Linked DNA regions of Mus musculus: region 2 is linked to region 1. Evidence: chromatin contacts called from public HiChIP or PLAC-seq data. All regions are on one chromosome and are shown on one strand. Each heading gives the region's core, a stretch centred on a gene start, on an enhancer-like site or on the middle of the called end of the contact. The rest is flanking DNA. Distances are from core to core; before and after follow the strand shown.

Region 1 (3,526 bases), core at 714-3,213:
GGACTTGCAAACTTTATATCCCCCAGTACAGGGGAACGCCAGGGCCAAAAAGTGGGAGTGGGTGGGTAGGGAATTGGGGGGTGGGAGAGGGTATAGGGGACTTTTGGGATAGCAATGGAAATGTAAATGAGGAAAATACCTAATAATAATAAAAAATTAAAAAAAAAAAGAAAAGAAAACTGCAATGTAAACTGTCCACAAACCACCACAGGCGCAATAAACCACTGTAGCCTACTGACTGCAGACCCTCCGTGCCGCATAATGGAAACTGATGGAGTGAACATGTGATGGAGCTCACACTCAGTCTTACCATTCTGTTCATCCAGTTCGTTCCCAATTTCCTGGCCCATTTGTTTTTGGCGACTTATGATAGAGGAAAGGGCATCAAGACCCGCGTCCTGTTCTGAAAGAAAAGGAAAAACAACTGACTAAAAATCAAAGGAAAACACTTTCAAGTTAATATAAATATGTATACACACACACACACACACACACACACACACACACATATACATACACACATGCAGAGGGAGATCTCTCCAGGCAACTGACACTATCCAACATATAACAAGAGTGGCACTGGTGGCGTTACTAGAACAACAATTTAAATACTTAACACCACAGACTGAAATGATTTCCTGATAAATTCATTGCTCAAATATGAAACAGAAATTTTATTAAATTTGGCTACAGTGACAGTTAACCCTCTAGTATATAATACAAACAGAACATGTATAAATCAATAGTAACTGGGCACGCATGCACACAGGCACACACGTGTTGGAGTCAGAGGATATCTTATAAAGTTGGTTCTCTCTGGCACAAGGCTACCTGAAGTGGGAGGGGCCTGAAGCTCCTGAGCACTATGTGGTATATGGGAAATAAGCTCAAGGCCTTGACAGAAATCTTTGAGACTTCAATCTACCCACTCTTACTAGGTCTAGGAAACATATATAAGAACATATGCAGCTAAGCAATAATGCTTCTACAAGACTCTTCCCTAATACATGTCCCTTGTGCTGGAAATCAACTTACTGCCTCTCGGTGTATCTTTTGACTACTCTGAAACTTTTTCTGGAGCCCTTGGCTCTTTTTCCTCTGCATAAGGTGTAATGCTTAAAACTGATTATCAACCTCATAGATTCTTCTAGAATCATCTAGAAGACAAGCCTCTGTCAGGCCTAGACAAGATTACCTTGCTTAGTTTACGCAAAGTTGGAGGCTCTCACCCTTAACGTGGGCCTGGGTCGCAGACTGTGTAAGAAGGGACGATCCTTGGCCATGAGGCATGAGCACCACGAGGCATGAGCACCGTGAGGCCCTGAGCAATATGAGGCCATGAGCGCCGTGAGGCTCTGAGCATGGTGAGCACCGTGAGGCGGTGAGCACGGTGAGGCCGTGAGCACTGTGAGCACTGTGAGCACCGTGAGCACCGTGAGCACCGTGAGTACGGTGAAGCCAGGTGCTTCAGGCGCCACAGGAGTTTCCCTCCAACTGTGAAGTGGAGCAAACCCCTTCTCTCTTCAGTTGCTTTTGCCATGGTAAGTTGCTTTTATCACAGCTACAGAAAATGTAACTAAGACACTTCCTGGCCCCAGCCTTCTCCCTTGTGTGTGTCTCTCCCTCAGGAAGAAGGCGATGCCTGTTTCTGTTTTGGAGTCCAGGTCCTGAAAAAGGAAGCCAGGTTGGTTCATGCAAAGCACAGGCTCTCCCACTGCACCACACACCCAGCTCCTACTCTTCCTCTTACAGCCTCCTTCAGTATTCAAAGCTTAATCCGAGACCTGTTCCTCTGAAGCTCAGTGGACCCCAGATCAGGGGCTCCTCCCTACACCCCCCTCCCTCGGTGCCTGAAAAGCGAGCACCAGTGAGGTGCTTTATCATGAGGGTTTACCCTGGCACACTAAGAAGCAGCGTCACTGACAGGAACTAAAATGCAGCTCCACGTTTGCATTTGTGAAATGACTGCGTCACGCAATGGCTTATCTAGGGAAGCAGAAGCACAGAGTCTCGCTCGGAGCTCGCCAGCATCTACTTACAGTTTTGTATCACTCTTTTTTACAGAATTAAATCACTATACTTAGCTCTTTGATTCGCCTGGAATTTATTTAAACTTAAGGTGTGAGGCAAGGACCTCTTGGTGACACTTTTTGACACAGCGTACTTTTTAAAGGCTATAAACAGCCTGCTGTGTCCAGGGAGCACTCTAAGGCACAATTTTACAGCAAAATCACTTTATAATGAGGTCCTCTTGGTCCTTAGTAGCAGCCTCCTGGATGGCCTCCAAGATAAATCTATCATCAAACTCGCACTGCAGAGGGACGTCTATGCTACAGCAAAAGTCCAAAGGCACCCAAGGAGTAATCCATAGGTGGACTGAGGGTCAGTGCCCTGTGAAATGATGGGAAAATGGATGAAAGCGGAAAGCAACTGCCTCTAAGGCTGTCAGCTAGGAAAAGACACTGAAGTGCTGACACTGTTTTTCATTCAGTCGGAATACAAATTGTTAGTAAAAAATAGCTACGCTCACCTTTTCTCCCAAGTTCGTCGTCTCCTAAAGTTCTCCCTAGTGCATATCAGGAAGGAGAGGAGAAACTCCCCTAGTCCTGTGATTGCCATCAACTAGAGCACCTCCTCACTGTGTAACTCTGGGATAATCAACTGTCATCCCACAGTCCAGACGCCAAAGCTGCTGGGCAGCTCAAAATGATCATGTCAATCACCCAAGCTCCTCTGAGCTATAAACAGACATTTCTAAGAGGCAATGGTTTCACCATTTAGTAATAATCAAAATAAAAGGCTGCTTCCAACAAAAATAAGCCAGGACTCACTGCAGACGATCGACTTACAAACAGCAGAGGTGGGACATTGTAACAGCTCATTCTCCATAATCCACCGCATTCTGTCACACGGGCCAAGGCTGAAGGCCGTGGTGCTGTGTCACAATGGGATGCTTGCAACATACCAGACCCTGAGTCGTTCTTCAACTTTACAGCGGTGTAGATTTTAAGACTGGATCACCGTGGAAAAAGGAAAGCATGTACATGCACATGCATGTGCATACATATACACTCAGACACATACACACACACACACACACACCAACACATCCAAGCTGTCCAGGTTTTAATCCTTGGAACCTGCAGCTATGCTACTTTCCATGGAGAAGGCAACCTTGCAGATGTGGTGAAGATGAAGGCGTATGATAGGAGATGAGGCTGCGGAATCTAGGTGGACCCAATACAATTCTATTAGCTCTGAGAAACAGAGGTTGCCCAGCCTGTCAGAGGGAGCCATGACAGAGGGTTAAAGAGATGCAGTTGCTGGCGTTGAAGACGGAGCTATGAGTCAAGGAAATGGGGATCTTCTAGAAGCCGCACAAGGCAATGGGACAGATTCTGCCCTTGGACCTCCAGAAAGGAAAGCAGCCAGCTGACACCTTGATCTGAGCCCCTGGAGACCCAAACTGAACTTCTGCCCTTCAAACTGTAGCGATGTGAGTAATGCACTATATGTGTGCTAATTT
Region 2 (3,565 bases), core at 774-3,273, 320 kb before region 1:
CCCCTAACCACTGTACCCTCCTGCCATGTTGCTTCTCACCAGGCCTTTTTTTATATCCCTGACTCTCTCTCACTTATCTCTCCTTCATGAGAAATTTCTAGATTGAGAGAATAGCCATAGAAGGCTATAGTATGACGAGCCCAGCTCCCCCTCACCTCCCTCAGTTATTTGAGGGAGCCTGCTTGAGATCTCTGGGGACACATCCATTTTGGATGTACCATGGTGGAGTGAGCACCGGTCAGGGTGAATTTCTTTAGAATTTCTCAGGCAGTCCCTGTAACCACCATGCTAAGCCCCTGACACGGTCCAAGGCTCGCTCTAAGCCTGTTTTGATCACTTTCCTAATCTAATGATATTTCTTCACATTCTTGGTAATTAAACTCTGTAATCCCTTCATTCGGCACTGTTTGACCTTTATCCTAAATTAAATTTTTAAAAATATGACTTTAAAGGAATCCCACAAGACGTGTTTGCAGAGAGAAAAAAAAACCAGTGTATTAAAAGGAATTACAGTTTCTAAGTCTCAGACTGACTCATGCCAGCCTTGGGTCAGTTGTATAGCTTCAGGTGGCTACTGTGCCCACCTGCCTGCCCAGAGCGGTGCAGAAACTACCCATAAGCTTTTCTGCTGAAGCCTTGAATGGAGCCTGGGAGTAAGAGGGAAATAATACCACACACTTGCCAATGCCACGTGGTGTTTCCCTGCGCTTTAGAAATGGATTGAAGTCACGTTCAGGGCCCAATCTCTCCGGGATGCCTGAGACACTCCTCTAAGTCCCACGTGAAGTGGATGCTGAGTGGGCACTGGGGTTTGACCAAAGGAAGAGGGCACGAGAAGTGGCCTTCTGTAGCACCACAGTACCCACATGTTCTAGATCCCTGCAGGGGCAGGAGAAGCTGCAAGACTTGAGGAAGTCTAAGGAAACAGGCAGGCCTGAGAGCGTGGGGAGGAGTCTGGGCTAGCAAAGGGCTTTGACCTTCTTGTAGCCCAGGGCTGACAAGATGCATCTGAGGCCAGGACTTCATGGGGAGCACTTTCCCCTGGAAGCCATCATTTTCTTGGGGTCCCCACATGGTCCCTCACCCCAGCTTTCTAGCTTCATGCCAGCACCCGCCCTGGTGGCCGTGGGGCCTGGGTTATTTGCTGTTTTTTCAAGTGTACACCACACCCTTGAACTGTCTGCCAAGGAGGCGCATTGTTCGTGAGAATTCCTCCCAGGCTCCAGCTAACCCTTAGATGCACTATTCTGGGCTTAGGGTCCTGAATTACTTGTCTTTCTTTCTTTCCCCTTTTCCTTTCTTCCTTTTAAAGTCTTCCCAAACACCCCCCTCCCGTATTCTTGCCTTCGCCTAACCTAGTCTTCTTACCAAGTTTCATCTTATTGTCTAAAAAGCTTGGAGAGATGGGCGGGGCTGCAGGAACTGAGCTATAATCAAAGAGGCCCCTTGACCTGGTCTGCACAGCCACTCTTACTCCTGGCCCTGGAGAGGAGGCACGGAGACCCCTGAGCTATGAGGAAGGAGTATGGGCAGGTCCCCTGGTGGCTGTGTGTATATATGCGCAGCTGATGGGAGGTGACTGGGGGGCGCAATGGTGTGGAAGAGGGCATAGAACGTAGGCTGAAGAATGAAAACCAGTATTTCCCTCAGAACAGAGCAGATTAACCTGTAGAATAGAAGTCTTGCCAAACCCAACTTCCTTGTTCCCAGAAACCTTGGCACAGGGGCCCCCCTCTCTGGCAGAGGCCCATCCTCATCAGAGGAACCAGCAAGGCAGCTGCTGTGAGTTTCTTTCGCCTGTCTTTTCTGGCAACCCCAAATGCTTACTTTTTTCCTTCCCTTTTCCTTCCCCACCCTCCTGTAGCAGGGAGTTGGTTCTGGTTAATGTTGAAGATCATAACATGATTACCCTAAAGTCTCATGAAATTAAATCACTTTTCTTCAAAGAGAAAGGGCTTGGGGAGGGGACTGGCTGGCTGGTAGGCCAGTGAGGGGCGAGCGGATATTGAAAGCAGGCTGGCAGCTGCCTGGAGCTCTGCTTAGCGGAGGCCAACAGAACCAGGGCAGCCACACATGGGGGCCGTGTTTGCCAGCAGTGGCTCTGAGGCCTTGGGTTGCCCACCTGTGCCCTAGGCACCTGTCTCCTGAGTGCAGGGTCTTGGGGGGTGGGAGGTGAGAAGCAGAGTTGGAAGTGACAGCGGGAAGGAAAAGACTCAGGGAGATGAACCTGAAGGATGAGTCACGGGGGTGTGTGTGGAGGGGAGTGGGGGGGGGGGGAAGGAAAGCAACTCTAAATAAATACCCTAGAGAGTTCTTTATCAGCAGCTGCCCTGGGAATTCATAGGGCCACAGAATGTATCTAAGGACAGCTCTCCTACCAGAAAAGCCTGCGATTGAACCTTAGCCCTTATAGGCAAAGCACTGCTTGCAGAGGTAGGCTGGGGCAGGCATGTTCCCTTTATCATCAGATGTCCTGGATTTATGATATGTTACAGGTTAAGAGAACCCTGTAGGTCATCCAACATCAGATGTCTCACAAAGTATATTAGTCTCCTGTGTACTTAGCCCCTCAAAGAATACCCAGCTTCCATTCCATGCCTTCTGGGTATGAGTTCTCTCAAAGTCCTTCTGACTGTCCTTCTTGGAGAGACTCTGGGACTTATACCCATTAATCCAGGTTTTACCTCTTGGAGACAGGAAACAGTGGCCTGGCTTGGGCAATGACTGGTTTGGAAAGCGCTGGCTGTGGGTGTGGCTTTGTCTTTGACATGTGGGCATCCTGTGGAGGTTCTCACAATGAGTACACTGGGTCTGACATCTCTTTGAGTCTTTCCCGCCCCCTTTCTGGGCTAGTATTTCAAAGGGAACATAAAGAGTGATTTCAAGACAAGACCAAAAAGATATTTTATTCTATTACTGTTGACCCGCAGCACCCTGAGCTCTTGTGGGGCTAGTGCGCATCTCAGGAGGCTCGGACTGGATGGATCTGTGAGTCAAGATGAAGTAGCAAGTAAAAATTGCTGCTAGCACAAGCCAGTGCTCCCACTAGCACAAGCCAGTGCTCCCGACACAGGCAGTGGGGTGAAGGTCCACCCGAGAAAGCTGTGGGGTTGGTCACTTGAGTTAGAAAGCTAGTGGTCACTGCAAGGAGACTTGACATCGGCGGGGTGGCTTGCTATGAAAAGTTCAGCGAGTGCATATTTCTGAGGGTTTAGGGATGGGATGTGGCCAGCTCCGGTTGGAGCTCAGCGCCGTGACTCATTCTCACCAAGGGTCACCGAGCATCTTTCTGCGCTTGGCCTTGGGCTGAACTCCTCACCTGGCCAGCCTTCTCGAAACTGTGTGTCATTCTTTGCGAAGGCAGAGCCTTGGAGCCTGTGAGTGAGTGTGCGCATCAGTGGAAACTCAAACAACTCCCAAGTTCCTGTAGTTGTTGCCTTCAGAGGTGTGACTGTGAAGGGATGGAGCCCACTTCGTTGTTTTTCACAAAACAGACCCGGAAGGATAGGTCCAAATGAACATACGTGAGTAGCCACCTTGGGAGCCGAAACACTTCTTCCACTGG

Evidence for each region. HiChIP or PLAC-seq counts read pairs in DNA pulled down with a chosen protein or histone mark.
Region 2: an H3K27ac HiChIP or PLAC-seq map of heart atrium shows a contact between it and region 1, with 9 times the contacts expected there. The contact joins two enhancer-like sites. A contact is called at or near these places in 6 of 115 datasets of contacts at active chromatin or transcription factors (the NIH/3T3 cell line, cardiomyocytes, embryonic stem cells and 3 more) and 1 of 9 other capture datasets (embryonic stem cells).

What each region holds. Positions count from the first base shown.
Region 1 is chr11:68,017,783-68,021,308 of GRCm38.p6, reverse strand. It overlaps Stx8 (syntaxin 8), which reads right to left. Exons shown (of 8, transcript NM_018768.3): 6 at 311-403. Among named protein-coding and RNA genes, the nearest start is that of Stx8, 53 kb to the right of the region's middle. Within about 2 kb of position 1,963, at least 23 of the 459 cell types and tissues checked have an H3K27ac peak or open chromatin away from gene starts, as enhancers often do. A contact at or near this core is called in heart atrium, where this site is marked.
Region 2 is chr11:68,339,754-68,343,318 of GRCm38.p6, reverse strand. The region is part of intron 2 of Ntn1 (netrin 1); the gene reads left to right. Among named protein-coding and RNA genes, the nearest start is that of Ntn1, 45 kb to the left of the region's middle. Within about 2 kb of position 2,023, at least 45 of the 459 cell types and tissues checked have an H3K27ac peak or open chromatin away from gene starts, as enhancers often do. A contact at or near this core is called in heart atrium, where this site is marked.